Regions from separate parts of the Mus musculus genome. Here regions 1, 2, 3 and 4 are each linked to region 5. Evidence: chromatin contacts called from public HiChIP or PLAC-seq data. All regions are on one chromosome and are shown on one strand. The core of a region is the stretch at or near the end of the contact, and the rest is flanking DNA. Distances in the headings are between cores, read along the strand shown.

What was found. HiChIP or PLAC-seq counts read pairs in DNA pulled down with a chosen protein or histone mark.
Region 1: a contact with region 5 is called in a FOXA1 HiChIP or PLAC-seq map of pancreatic cancer cells. The contact joins the promoter of Pcgf2 here to the promoter of Psmd3 in region 5. A contact is called at or near these places in 2 of 115 datasets of contacts at active chromatin or transcription factors (pancreatic cancer cells and pro-B cells).
Region 2: a contact with region 5 is called in an H3K27ac HiChIP or PLAC-seq map of large pre-B cells, with 4 times the contacts expected there. The contact joins the promoter of Lasp1 here to the promoter of Psmd3 in region 5. A contact is called at or near these places in 2 of 39 promoter capture datasets (liver and pre-B cells), 1 of 484 Hi-C or Micro-C datasets (B cells) and 1 of 115 datasets of contacts at active chromatin or transcription factors (large pre-B cells).
Region 3: a contact with region 5 is called in an H3K27ac HiChIP or PLAC-seq map of large pre-B cells, with 6 times the contacts expected there. The contact joins the promoter of Fbxo47 here to the promoter of Psmd3 in region 5.
Region 4: an HNF4G HiChIP or PLAC-seq map of pancreatic cancer cells shows a contact between it and region 5. The contact joins the enhancer-like site here to the promoter of Psmd3 in region 5. A contact is called at or near these places in 1 of 484 Hi-C or Micro-C datasets (embryonic stem cells), 3 of 115 datasets of contacts at active chromatin or transcription factors (large pre-B cells, pancreatic cancer cells and regulatory T cell precursor) and 1 of 9 other capture datasets (liver).

The regions. Positions count from the first base shown.
Region 1 is chr11:97,698,297-97,700,996 of GRCm38.p6, reverse strand. Pcgf2 (polycomb group ring finger 2) reads left to right here and starts at 1,349. Exons shown (of 10, transcript NM_001163308.1): 1 at 1,349-1,461.
Region 2 is chr11:97,798,218-97,800,917 of GRCm38.p6, reverse strand. It overlaps Lasp1 (LIM and SH3 protein 1), which reads right to left and starts at 1,353. Exons shown (of 7, transcript NM_010688.5): 1 at 1,056-1,353. The coding sequence starts at 1,124. It overlaps n-TCgca51 (a tRNA gene), which reads left to right and starts at 1,941; the gene lies at 1,941-2,012.
Region 3 is chr11:97,882,839-97,885,538 of GRCm38.p6, reverse strand. It overlaps Fbxo47 (F-box protein 47), which reads left to right and starts at 1,385. Exons shown (of 11, transcript NM_001081435.1): 1 at 1,385-1,616.
Region 4 is chr11:98,034,652-98,037,430 of GRCm38.p6, reverse strand. Stac2 (SH3 and cysteine rich domain 2) reads left to right here. Exons shown (of 11, transcript NM_146028.4): 11 at 1-807. Among named protein-coding and RNA genes, the nearest start is that of Rpl19, 9.1 kb to the right of the region's middle. Within about 2 kb of position 1,335, at least 142 of the 459 cell types and tissues checked have an H3K27ac peak or open chromatin away from gene starts, as enhancers often do. A contact at or near this core is called in pancreatic cancer cells, where this site is marked.
Region 5 is chr11:98,681,172-98,683,871 of GRCm38.p6, reverse strand. It overlaps Psmd3 (proteasome (prosome, macropain) 26S subunit, non-ATPase, 3), which reads right to left and starts at 1,318. Exons shown (of 12, transcript NM_009439.1): 1 at 935-1,318. The coding sequence starts at 1,142.

The sequences.
Region 1 (2,700 bases), core at 100-2,599, 980 kb after region 5:
CTTTCCTTTACACCGTCATTCGGCTCTGCAGGCTGAGAGCTGAGGCTGGTGGGGTCACTGGGCGGACAGACTTCACAGGGCTCCTGATAAGCGGTCCAGTGTATAAAAGCACTCACTTCGGGACTGCTTTAGGCTTGGAACAAGGAGAGGAGGCAGGCTCGACAAAGATTCGTTCCTTACTCGAGCCAACCCACCAGGCGCTTAAAGGCTTTTCAGGCCGGATAATCGAGCTCTTTGGAGGGACAGTCACAGTGGCCACCCCCCAATAAATCATAAGTAACGAATCAGCGAAATCGAGCGACCTATTGAGGTCCACGGTTCTTGTGGTAACGCAGAATCGATTCGCTTCCTTGGCGCCGTCTCTTCTAGCTCTCCTTCCTACTCTGCCCGGGGCCCGGAGCCGCTGGGGACCGGAGAGCGAGCGCTGGGTGGAGCCGAGGGCGACAGTCGGAGTGGGCTGGCACCAGCCACCTTCGCGCTCGCCGGCCCCTCCGCGGCCGCGAGGGAGGCGCACCGGCGGCGAAAAGGCGCGCGTCCTCTCTCGACTCCTCGCTTCCTATTGCGTCGGGGCCTCTCGAATTCGGCTAGTTATTGTGTCTCTGGCTCGGCGCCCGAGTTCGTGTCTCGGGCTGCTCTCCCCGCCCCGGACTGCGTTCCATTCTTCTCCGCCCGAGCACGCTGAGCGCGCCAGCCTCGGCCACAGCCAAGCCCCGAGGCCACCGTGCGTTTCCCGCGAGGTGCGAGGACCCCGAATCGGTGTGGGGAGGCGGTGAGGTCACGCTCGGGGGGGGATCACACACGCACTTAGGAATCCCAAGGGATTCAGCTGGAGTGAGCGAACCTCACTCGGACGCGTGGCCAGCGGCGCCGCGTCCCCCGCCCAAGCGCCCTTTGGTAGCGGCGACGCACCGGGTGCCGCGAGACACATTTCCGCCCAGTCTGCATCTCACCATTTTCCAAGCTCCCCAGCTAGGGTAGGGATCGCAGAGTCGGTGGAAGTGGGGAGAACACACTTATTTTAGGAGGAGGTGGTGGTTTCATGACTGAAGGTAACACAATAGGACCTTTCCTCCGGGTTCAAGGGATCTGCTTGGATAAGAGGTGGTCTCCTCTTGGTTTGGGGGAAGCCCAGCGCAAGGCGGTGGGGAGCAGCTGAGCTAGCCTCTCCCCCTCCTCTTTCCCTCTCTGCAAACATCCTGAAGGAATGAGGTCACGTGGGTGAGTAGTGGGCGGGACCTACTCTTGTCTGGAGGAAAAAAGCCATTTTGCCCCCCCCCACGGCCCCTCCCCTCCCCTCTGGTCCCCTCCCCTCCCCAAGCTGCTCTTACAAACTCCTTTCTTATCATAGGTTTCTCCCCTCCCGCCGACCGAGCGAGCGACAGGGCTGTGGTCCCCCTCCCCTCCCTTCCCTCCCTCCCTCCCATCCCCCCCTCCCCGAGACCCACCGGACCCCGAAGCCAGGTAAGCGGACGCCGACTCGCGCTTGCCTCCTTGCTACCTCGTAAGCGTCTAGGGCTGGCGACCGGGACCCGTTCACCTTTCCCCGCAGACCCCAATGGGAGCCGGGAGCCCCGGCCTGGCCTGCCGCCCGCGTCCCTTCCCGCCCCGCCAGCCGCTGTCCAAGCTCGCCCGGTCCGCCTTTCTTTCTCTCGTTCCCGGTCTCTCTCTCTTTTTTTTTCCTTTCCTCCCTTCCAAGATGGCCGAAGTGGATTCCCCCTCTTAACGATTTGGAGTCTCCCTCGACCACCTCCTCTTTGTGCAGCAGCCCCCTGCTAAGACCCTGCTTGCGAGGTATCGAGGGGGAGGGTCCGGGCGGCCACGAGGGCTTTGGGGACATACGCTAGGGTGGGTCTCGCCCCCCCCTCCGCCCCCGACCCGAGGATCTCCACAAGCTGGAGCAGACTGTGGCTCGGCCCCTTCGAGTCGGGCAAGGGTCGCCTCCCGAGTGGGCAGTGAGCGTGGTAGACGCGCGAGGACTTGAGGCCCGGAGGAAGGGGACTTGGCTTTCTGGTGGCCGAGGGAGGGCGCCCTAACTCCTGGGGTCGGGATCTTGGGCACCTCCCCCAGAGGTCCCTTTCGTCCCGGTGCGAGGCGCCCCGCCCCCTCCCTGAACCACCTCGGCTGAGCTTTTCCCTACCTCCCTCCCGGGGCCCCACCAAACTTTGGCTCTAGGGAGGGAAGGAGTGGCCACTCGGTCACTGGGGGTGCCTGATCCTTTGACCTAGGCTTCGCGGGGAAGCAAGGGTGGAGGGGAAAGAACGGGAGTGAGGAGAGATTTAGCATGCTCTGTCTTTTCATGAGTGGCCAAGGGGTCTGATGAGCTGGCCCTTCTGCCACAGGAGGCGAAAAGGGAAGCGGCTACTCTTTTCTCCTTGAGCTCTGCCGCTGCTAGCTCTGAAACCCGGGGAACCCTGAGCCTGCAGACGCCCCGCGCCCTTCCTGACTCCCAGGGGCGTCTAGGCAAGCCCCCTACTCTTCCATCCCTCACTTCCCGGGTCTATCCAAAATTGCTGTGGTTGCTTGATCGAGAAGGGTGTGTGTATGTGTAAATTTAAATATGTTTAAGTATGTACAGGTGTTACCTAGAGCTGTCCCTGCGTCTTTGTCTCTCGTAGCCCCCGGCCGAGCTCCCGCCATCCCCCATGTTGCCTCAGTCTCTTTTGGTCTTCCTCTCGCTGAGGGAGGGGCTTCTCTTAGCTG
Region 2 (2,700 bases), core at 104-2,603, 880 kb after region 5:
ATGGGGTTCAGAACAAGGCAGAAGGGTCCCATCTCAAACTGTACCGGAAACACCCAGATCTACCCTTCAGTCCCCCTTGCAAAAGTGTAATGGCAAACAGATGATCGGGTCCAGCCTGGGCCGGGGGATGCGTAAGAGCCCCTAGGGGCCAGCTGATTTCCAGAAGGCTACCCCCCTCCTCTTAAAAAACTCCTTTTCGTCTGCTTCCTCAGAACTCGGCCAATCCCACCCTCCATCGGAGAAAACAGCTCTGAAAAGTTAGCTCTTTGTTCTCTAAGCTGGTCTCCAGGCTGAGCACAATTTCAGATCTCCAAGAAGCGTCCTCCCCACTCCCTACCCCGCCCAGCTCCGACTGGGCAGCCGATCACCCGGAGTGGCTTGCAATTTGAATTGGGGGTTGGGGAAGCTATGAAGGAGGTCTGCGGGTTCCCCAACCACAAAAAAAGCAAGGAGGGGACCAGCAGGTCGTTCAAAAAGAGGGGGTCTCGCAGTGAGATTCCGGCGCTGCCCCTAAATCCCTTTCACCACAATTGACACTCGCTGGACGAAGGACCCGACGCAGCTTCCAAGCCAGGAAGCCAGGCTACCGGCAGCCCAAGCCGGGCGGGTAGCGCCGGCCCCAGCCTCCGCCCCGCCCCCGCCGCCCCCTCCCCCCAGCGCCCCGCGCTTCCGCCTACTTGGCGCTGGCCGCCGCGGGGAAAGGGAGCGGCCGTCTCCCCTCTCACTCCCGGCCCGGGGGGCGGGACTGCACCTCTAACCTCCTGCACACACCCGGGGAACCCGGTTCCCTGGTGCTCTTCCGCCCTTCCTTCCAGCCCTCCTAACCTCGATGCACAGAGGCCACCCATCTCCAGCGGTGGCTGCTCACCACCTCGCCTTGGACCTCCCAGGTTCCAGACTGGGGTCTGTCCCCACACCCCAAGTCGCCTCCCGCCTTCCTTACCTGCTCTGGGGAGCGCAGGGAAGAGCCCGCAAAGACCCGGCCCCTCTTTCCTCCCCTGATGGAGAGCTGCACTAGCACTGGCTAGCTCGCAGCGCCCGGTACCCGAGCTCACCTTATCCAGACAGTTCACCTTCTCCGTGGGGTACACGATCTTGCCGCACCGGGCACAGTTAGGGTTCATGGTTCCGGGGAAAGACTGGGGCGGGGACGCCCGTATTCGCGCGCGTTCCCTTTTCCTTGGGCGAGCTGGTGGGAGGCGGCGGCTGCAACTGTGCAGGCGACGGCGACTGGAACTGGGGAACTGGCCTCCGCCTCCGCCCTCCTTCCCCTAATAAACACAGTGGGGAGGAGGGGCTGCACTGGCTAGGGCGGGGACGCGCCTCGGGCGCGGAAAGAGGCGCGCGCGACCAGGCGCGCTCCCCGGGCGACGTGGGGCTGCGTGGGGGCGGGTTCCAGGGAGGACTGCGGGACGGGAGTGCAGGAGCCCCTGAGCTCTCGGGGTGCACGTGCCCCTGGGCTCCGCGACCGAGGACGGGCCCGGGCCATGGCCCTTCCCGCGCTGGAGAAACAGACGCGAGTGTGGCAGAGCCCGATTTCCCATGAGAGGGGGCAACCCCACGCACCCGACGATGGTGGGGATAGTACAGATTCTCTAGACTGGGGGACTTTCCTTAAACCCGTGGGTCCCCAGCATCAACCTGCGGGGAAACCACCCCTTGCCCCGCCCCGCCCCCCAGCTAGTTCCCTTCCCGCCCACATCCTCTCCCACATAGGTACCTGTCCCTTTCCCTTTGGACTCAGCACCTCCGTACGTTCACCCTCCCCGCCCCTCTGCGCTGCAGCTTTCCCATGGATTCTTCGGATTCAGGCATCCTCTGCTTTCAGCTTGGCCGCCTTTGCTCTTCCATTCTTTTCTCTTGCCCCTATTCTACCTGTGTAGCAGCTGCGACAGCATCTTAAGACTGAAAAGAGATTGCTTCAAGCTGCGCGTCGGTGCGGGGGTATAGCTCAGTGGTAGAGCATTTGACTGCAGATCAAGAGGTCCCTGGTTCAAATCCGGGTGCCCCCTCAGAGTCTTTTCCTCTCTTCAATGACAATAAAAATACGTTTCAATACAAGTATGATCTTGATTCGACCCTGGGTCATTAAAACAGGTAAAAAGATAAAGGCCACTCCTCCTTTTAAATCTGAGCAGAAAAGCCTTCGTTTTGCCTCGTACCAAGCAGAAGTTGCACGACTTTATTTGATTGGCGCCAGAGTCCTGGAGATTTCTGCCCATGGTATGCTTGTGAATTTGAATTGGATTGTTCCACACTTTGGGTTCGGAAGCCAAGGTCACTCCCCAGGTTGACGGTGTGTGTCCGTTGAGGGTCAAGGGTCAATCAAAAAAGGGAAACTTGCGGACATAGCCCTTCTCCAACCTAAGCTTTCCTTTCCCTTTTTCGTTTCATTCTATGATCCTTATTATTCTATATCCTCACGTTTCATTGTGACTTGGTGACGTGGACCGAGTAAAAGCGCTCCGAGACCGTGAAACCGGGAGGAGCACTCGTCAGCTCCCTTCACTGCAAAAGAACAAGACCCCAAAGCCAAGTAATATAAATGAATGCAGTGGTTTTCACAACTTGTGCGTGCTCTAGAGTGACCTGGGGGAGGGGGGGGCTCATTAAAACGTCCCCAGTTTCCGATTGTGTAGATGCTGAGGAAGGCCTTGGCAGTTAGCTCTTTGGCGGATTTGTCAGGTAAATCATTCAAGG
Region 3 (2,700 bases), core at 136-2,635, 800 kb after region 5:
TTTGAGGATGCTAGGGGTGGAAACTAGGCTCCAGTGTGTTCTAGGCAAGCATTCTACCGCTAGGCTACTCCAACCCAGGGAAGTCAGGGTATCTGTTATCTACTTTAACTGGTTGTTTGGTTTTCTTGTGTTTCTATGTGGATAGGTGTTTTTCCTGAATATATATGCCTATGTACCTGAGGAGTCTAGGAGGCCTGGACTACAAGAGACCCAGTCTCAAATAATATGTATCATTCTGTTATATCTTTAAGGCCTCCCAGACAGCCTGCCCCACTGCAGGCTTCCATCTGAATCAAGCCCTGCATACTGGATCATGATTTTTGTAATCCCAGCACTGTAACTGGCTCATGCAAGAGTCAGAGGTTTAGGCTAGCCTAGCACTACCCAACAAGACCTTGTCTCAAAGAAAAAGAGAAAAGAAAAAGACACAGAATCTGTAAATAAATGAGAATTTAATATTAAGGGCTTTGGGGGTGGGGTGGTTGAGCCAGATTCTCAAGTAGCTTAGGCTGGTTTAGCCTCCTGCCTCCATCGGGAAATGCCATCACACCAGGCATCTAACAACTTTTTAATGAAAAGCTCTTGTGACAGATCCTGTTGGCCCAGGGGAAGAGTGAATCGGAAACTGCCTTAAAACTGAGTGTAGGGATGGAGAGATGGCTCAGTGGTTAAGAGCACTGACTGCTCTTCCAGAGGTCCTGAGTTCAATTCCCAGCACCCACATGGTGGCTCATAACCATCTGTGATGAGAACTGATGCCCTCTTCTGGGTGTCTGAAGACAGCAAAAGTGGACTCCTAAACGTAAAGTAAATAAAATCTTTTTTTTAAAACCTGAGTGTAAAAAAACGTAGTGGAGCGTATAACTCCTCCAAGTTTGAGATCTCCATTTACAGCCTCCCCACTTACCCTACCATAAGAGCTCCCGTTTCTCCCGTTCAGCAACTTGGTGTCTAAAATGGAGGTAGCACGGGCTTTTAAGGGCCTCACTCCGAATAACATCCCTGAACAGGAGGGCACCATGGGAGCCTCTGCTTAGTATTCATGAGAGGGCGTGGCCTGCTTGGGGGCGTTTCCCGAGAAGGTTCTGGGTATTCATAAGGGAAAGACTGAAGAGCCGAGGTTTCTTTCTATTCGCGAGGGGGTGGGGCCTCCTCCCGTGCGTGGACTCCTGGGAGTGCTCCGAGCGATTCAAGAGAGGAGGCAAAAGAGCCGAGGATCCCGGCGTCTCATCCTTTCTTGAGAGGGTGAGGCTCCGCCCGCAGGGTTCCCGGGAGATCTCTGAATATTCATGAGGGGAGGGGCAGAGGAGGCGAGGCTGCTCGATATTCATGAGGGGGCGGAGCCTCCTCCCGCTGGGGCTCCTGGGAGAATTCTAAAATCTACTTGAGGCGACGGGGGCGCCCGAGAGCTGAGGACGCAGCTCCGGGGCGGAGCGGAGAGAGCGGAGCAGGATCCGCCCCCATTATCTGGCGGGAAAAGCCTGAGGAGATTTTTTTTTTTAATTTTTTATTTATTTTTATTTTTAAGTATTTGTGAAATCTGAGGATGGTGGGACGAGACGACTAAATCCCACTTTCCTGTGATACTGTAGCCGGAAAAACTGTCGAAATCTGTGGTAACAAGTGTTTTATATTCCCCAGTACTTCCGGTAGAAATAATTGCGTGTTTTTCAGCAGGTCCTATTTGATTTTTATGCGGGCCAGTTTCTGCTCTGGTTCCCTAGGTGACCTCTTTGGCGGTGTTTAGCGCTGGCAAAGGAACGTTAAGACAAAGCGCGGTGACTTGCTGGGGTATTTTTTCCCCTCCGGAAGAGGGTGTGGGGGCAGGGACGAGGTCGGCGCCCTTAGACCCGCCCCGTTCTCGGTGCGTGGGCGGGGCAGTGCTGCCTGTCACCGGCTCCTCGGAGGCCGAGGCAGGAGGCTCGAGAGTTCCACGCCCGCCGGGGAGCCACAAGGGAAAAACTGTATCCCATTGTCACAGGGCTTGTGCGCTTCGTACCTTCAGGCTAAGGGGAAAGCAGGAAGAGTTTGGTAGGAAATAGGTACTGTTTCCACAAAATCCTGCGCTCCTCCACCCCTAAAATAGGTCTGAGGGAGGAAAGGGAGACTTAAATGTTGGGGTTTTGTTTTCTTTTGTTTTGTTGGCTTTTTGTTTGTTTGTTAGTTTGTTTCCACTACAGTGTTTCTTTGTGAAACCACCCCAGCTGCTGTGGGACTTGCACTGTTAGACTCCCACAGACCAGGCTGACCTCGAACTCAGCCTTTGTCTCCCTTGTTGCTGGGACTATAGCTGTTCGCCAGTTGAGTCTAAGTTTTGAAATAACTGGGATCAGTTGGTTTTTGTTTTTTTTCTCTCAGAGATTTAAGTGAAAAATTATACATACACGTTATGTCTATACCCTTAATAGGTGATAAAGACCCCTGGGAGGAGGTTGTTTAGCCCCACACTAGTCTGACTAGGATGGAAGTTTCTGGAAGAAAAAGCAAATTTATGTTTTATTATAGTAAAAATACTTGAAAATTCTGTAGTAAGCATGGCAGTGGTGTTGCACGCCCTTAATCTCAACACTTGGTAGGCAGAGGCAGATGGATCTGTGTGACTGGATCTCTGTGAGGCCAGCCTGGTCTACTGAGTGAGTCCCAGGACAGCCAGCATTATTACACAGAGAAAATAAGGAAAAAAAAAAAGGTAAGAAAGAA
Region 4 (2,779 bases), core at 86-2,585, 650 kb after region 5:
CCAATTACTTGAAACCTGGGCGACAGAGCAGGGTCAGGACTGAGGTCTGCAAGGGATTGTAACACGTAGGAGTCTGTTCCTTGAAGGCAGTCCTCACAGAACAGTCTCATTCTCCTTTGTCTACTAGAAATCGGTAGCCAAGAGCAGCCTGGACAAAGACCCAGGTGGAGAACAAGACGCTGGCCCTTGCTTGGTCAAAACATTTCACTGTTAGGACTCCAGAAATCCCTACCACCAGAAGCAGACAGCTAGGGGAGTCTGAGGTTGTGAGGTCTGGTTTCTCTAAAAGCCCTGTCCTCAGATGGACCAAACTTACCTTCTTACCGTTTGGGCTCTATAGGGCCCATCCCTGGGAAGGATACCTTGGCAGATTGAGGAAGGCTATGGAAAGTTCTTTTGGCCACCATCAAATGATGCTCTAGGAGCCCTTAGCCCTCCTGGCAGGACAAAGGACCTCTTCCTCAAGAGGCTGCTTCTTCTTTTTCCTGGTGCCAGCACCTGCCCCTCCTTCCAAGCTCAGATCCTCCTTTTAAGCCCTGATCCTGTCAGCCAATGCCACCCCCCTCAGTTCTGGGCACAGTCTTGCCTTCCATACAACGAGAGGACACTGATTCTCTACCCAACACACCTTGCCCCATTTTCCCCCTAAAAGGGGTCTAAAGCCACACTGCCCTGTTTGCTGCCATGAGGGCCCCCCCCAGCAAAATCCCCGGGGCGGGCCCAATGCCCACTGTACATGAGGCTGCATGACGGGTCTGCGGGGGCGTTGCTGAGCCCCCAGGCCCATAATTAAATGTTTCTTGTCTCAGCCTGCCTGCTTGGTGTATCTGATTGGGATAGAGAAAGCAAGCTAGTATCAGGCTGGGATGGAGGCTAAGAGTACTGGAGGTATTGAGCTCTGAGAGGGGCATCAGAGTAGGACGCTAGCTTTGGGGACCACAGAAAGAAGCAGAGGGACCCGAGAAAGGCGGGAAACAAAGTCAGGCTAGGGAGGTGAGCTGAGGTCACTTCTGGGTTCTACGTGCACTTGAATCGCGCAGGGGACTGACCCACAGTGACCTTGTTGACGCAGACCTGCACGCTTCAGCCTTGGAGGCCGCCTCTCTCCGCAGCCCCTAAGCCTGAGATTCAGAGGTGGTGGAGGGGACAGTGGAGGACGCTGAGGCCAGGAGATGACTCAGCAGCGTCCGTCATCAGATGCCTGGCATGGGGGGAGGGGAGGAGGAGGGAACGGTGGAGGGAGGGGTCGCGCACGCCCCTCTGGGGCTGCCGCCCACCTGCTCCAGCCAAGCGGCCGCCTTCCCGCGCCTGCCTGGCCGCGTCACTAGCGCGGCTCGCGTGTCCTGAGCTATTTATAGGCGCAGGGGGGAGCAAGCGAGCCCGAGGCTACTGCGGGAGGGCCAGGGCAGTGGTGGTGCTGCCAGACCGCAAGAGGGTGGGAATCTGCCAGTCTTGACAAGTACCCACTCCTCCATCGGAGTATGGTCCCCACCTCCCTTCACCTTTGGAGTTAGGTAGGCTGGCTGGGACCAGACTGTGGCGCCTCCTCTTTGAGCATCCTTTGGGCCCCTTCATCCAATGAAAGCAATAGAGATTGAGGGTGGAGAGGGAAGAAAGACAGCCCTCTACTAGAATTGCTCGCCCTGGAACCGGAACACACACATATCTGATGGCTTGGGGGGGGGGGGGAATGGGGTCTTGGTTTGAATCAGTAATGTCCCACTTCAGCCTCCCACGTGCTAAGATTGCAGGTAGAAGGCACCATGCCTGCGTCTGAAGACTAGCTAGAATTATGTAATCCAGGCATCTTCTCCTGAATTTCTTGATCCTCCAGCATCGGTGCACCTCTCTAGTAGCTGAGACTACAGGTGTGCAGCACCATGCCTGCCTGGAAGAGGATAAAAACACCAGGCGTGGCCCGTAATAAAACACCAGGCATGGCCCACGGAGCATGCTGGGAACCTCATGCTATTTGGTCCCCTCAATAATTCAGACCATGTGCTGAACCCTTTGACAGATGAGGACACTGGGGTAGAGATGGTAAGTGGTTTGCTGGAAGTCATCCACTTTATACAGAACAACCCGCCCCTTTTACACTTAGGAAAACTGATGCCAATCGGAAATTAAATGATTTGTCTGGGATTACCAAGCAATCAGGGACCTAGACATCTTACTGCCCTGCCCTGTATCCCTCAGTGCCTTAAGCCACCATGATAGAAGACAGCCTGAGATGGCCTGGCCAGGAGCTCCAGGAATGGAGACAAGTAGGAATATTGAATTCAAGCCTTTGAAGCCTTATGCATACCCAGTGTCTGCCACCAGCCAGCAGCTGGCCTGGACCCCCTCCCCCAGTCTGTTTGCTGCGCTGCTGAACACAGCAGCTTTTTCGGGTGGCTGAGCTACTGACAGCAGGCTCCCAGCCTAGGGGCTGGGAACAGCTGGTGTCCCCACTGTGGCCTCTACCCTCCTCCCTGCCCGTTCTTGGGGATCTGGACCAGCCACACTGCTGGCCTGGGGATGCCCAGAAATCTGCTGCCGGTGCCATCTCTGACCTACACACATCCTTCTCTCTTCCCTCTGTCTCAACCTGAGATCTCCTAGTACACCCCACTTGGGTTCAAGGAAGATGCAGAAAGAAAAAGGTAGGAGCCAGAGATGGGGAAGCCTAAAAGGACAGGGTAATAGATGCTGGAGACGGGGGAGGGGGGTTGGGGGGACTCAGGCAGTGAGGCTCTTTTTTTTTTTTTTTTTTTTTTTATATTTATTTATTATATGTAAG
Region 5 (2,700 bases), core at 69-2,568:
CAAGTTTAGAATGGGAGTTGATGCAGTCTATACATACTTACACTCAAAAGTACAACTCAGGGCATGACTTGGCCTATCACCATGTTTTAAAGTAGTTTCTCGTGCAGTTGAGACACACACACACACACACACACACACACACACACACAGAGAGAAAAAACTACAGATCACCCGGAAAAGTCTCATCGCGCGCACATGGACAAGATATACTAAGTGGAAAAAGTAAAAGAGCAACTTAAGCGGGACAAGGGGACAATAGGAGCCTGAGAACGGGTCTCTGGTGTTGGCTTATAGGAGTCGGGGCCACAGGTAGGCATTATAAACTAAAAGAGAAAGAAGGCAGGGGTGGGGGGGGAGGGGGTCTGATTCAGAAGTAAAAGCGTGCGTGTGCTTGAACTCTTTAGGAAAGGAGGGGTAAGGTCCTTAAGAGAGTGGAAAAGTGCACCGGGACTTTTAGTTTAGATGCTTCAACTACAGAAGGAAGGCAGAAGGTAGAAATGGCTCTCCGAGGGAGTTTGCTAAAGGAGCCTAGAGCTACAGAACCCATTTTTATAAACTCTTAAACTAAGAGGCTAGTGTAATCTGTTACCCTGGTTTCTCTAGACACAAATACAAATGCTACTTTCTACATAGCAATAACAGGCGCTAGAATCGGTCGGATGGAGTAGATCACTGGGAAGGACTGAAGAAAAGGCTCGGTGAGACTAAGATGCAACCCCAGAGGAGGAGAGCAGTCCGCAGACTGGAGAACAGGTTCGGTCATCGGCTGGGGTCGAGGGAGTCAGGGTGGTTGGGCGGGCACTTCTGACCCCAGCTCCATTGACCGAAGGAACCAAGGTAGGTGGAGGCTACGCAGAGGTCCCAGCAAGAAGTCGCATCACCCTGGCCGCTGTCACCGGTGATCGCGGCACGACCCCGACGTGGGCTCCCGTACCTTCTAAGGTGACAGTGTCCAGCTCTCTCTGGGAGTGCTCGGTCGCAGCTGCCTTGCCGTCTCCCTCCCCCGTGGAGCCGCTCCCAGCTGCTGCCTCCTCTTTCATCTCCACATCCTGGGGGGCCGGTGGCGGCGGTTCTTGTTCCCCTCCCGGCGGCGGCTTTGCCTTGTCGGCGCCTCGGCGCCGCGCCGAGCCCTCCTGCTTCATGGCGCCCGGGGTCGAGGCCTAGTCCGGGGACCGAAGCAGGGGCCTCGCGTAAACCCTCACACCAGAGACCAGGCACAGAGCCGGGCCTGCACACCAGCGCGGGCTCGCGTCGGGCCGCACGATGACCGAGCAGCTGCAAACTCCTTCCCGGCGCTGGGGCTTCTGGGAAATGCCAGGCATGGCGAGCAGATGGCCGAGTCCAGGGAGGGAAAATAAATCAACAGCCGAGGTGCACGATGAAGGCGGATCTTCTAGGAAGTGGGAGGAGTCTTCAAGAAACGATGAAGGCGGACCTTCTAGGAACTGGGAGGAGTCTGCAGGAATTTGTGGGACCTGAGAGTGGTGATTTTATCTTCCTCTCTAGTGTACATCTTTGGATGTCCGCGAGAGGTCACTTTAGACTCCAAGCTGGGCTACAACAGACTCTAACATGTAAGTGGGTAGGACCTATCGGAGCTCAGATGGGGATGACATCATGAGTTGCCGGGCAGATTCCTCTCCACCCCCCTAACCCCCGCCCCGGTCAAGCTCTCCCAGTTTGCGCGGGTCAGGTCCCCAATGAAATCCGCCAGGCTCGTGCTCTCAACGCCCGCCAGATGCTTCCAGCACCAGAAAGAAAAGGAGCTTGTGGACGTGTAGCTAGGCTGTTTGGCTTTCGATAAACTGAGCTCAACCCCCAGGGCATCCGAACTTCCTTGTCAAATTTTTGTATAATGCTGAGTATAAGGCATACCTTCTCTGCAGCCTGGGAATGTGGGGGTCGTGTGTATTTGTGTAGAATTAGTCAAATTTAATAATAGGAGTCCACGTTGTATACTGCTCAGGGCCAGTATATATAAGATTGTTGAAAAACCCAACATGCCCAGCGTGGTGGTGCATGCCTTTTATCCCAGCACTCAGGAAGCAGAGACGGGTGGGTTTCTGTGAGTTCGAGGCTCAGCATGGTTTACAGAGTGAGTTCCGGGACCACCAGGGCTACACGGAGAAACCCTTTCCCGAAAAAGTAAACAAACAAACAAACACCAGCTCAAGAATGTAATGTAGGGCTAGGTGTGGTACATAATTTTAATCTCAGTGGTACACAACTTTAATCTCAGCACTAGGGAGATCTTTGAGTTCAAGGCCAGCCTGGTCTACATAGCAAGCTCCAGGACAGCGGGAACTACACAAAAAGACCCTGTCTCCAAAAAAAGAAAAAAAAAAGAAAGTAATGTTGAGGGGGTGGTGAGATGGCTCAAGTGAGTAAAGGTGCTTGCCAAGTATGAAGACACGAGTTTGATCCCTGGGTCCCATGGTAGAAGGAGAGAACTGAGTCTCACGCTTTTCTCTGACCTCCATAAGCATGCTGAGGCTCGAGTTCCCCTCCCCCATAAATAAATGCTTTTTTTTTTTTTTTAAAGGTTTTTCTGTATTGCCCTGGATGTCTGGGAACTCACTCTGCTTCCCAAATGCTGGAATTACAAGCATTTGCCACCACTACTAAGCATAAATGCTTTTTTTTTTAATTAGATATTTTCTTCACTTACATTTCAAATGCTATCTCCAAAGCCCCCTATAT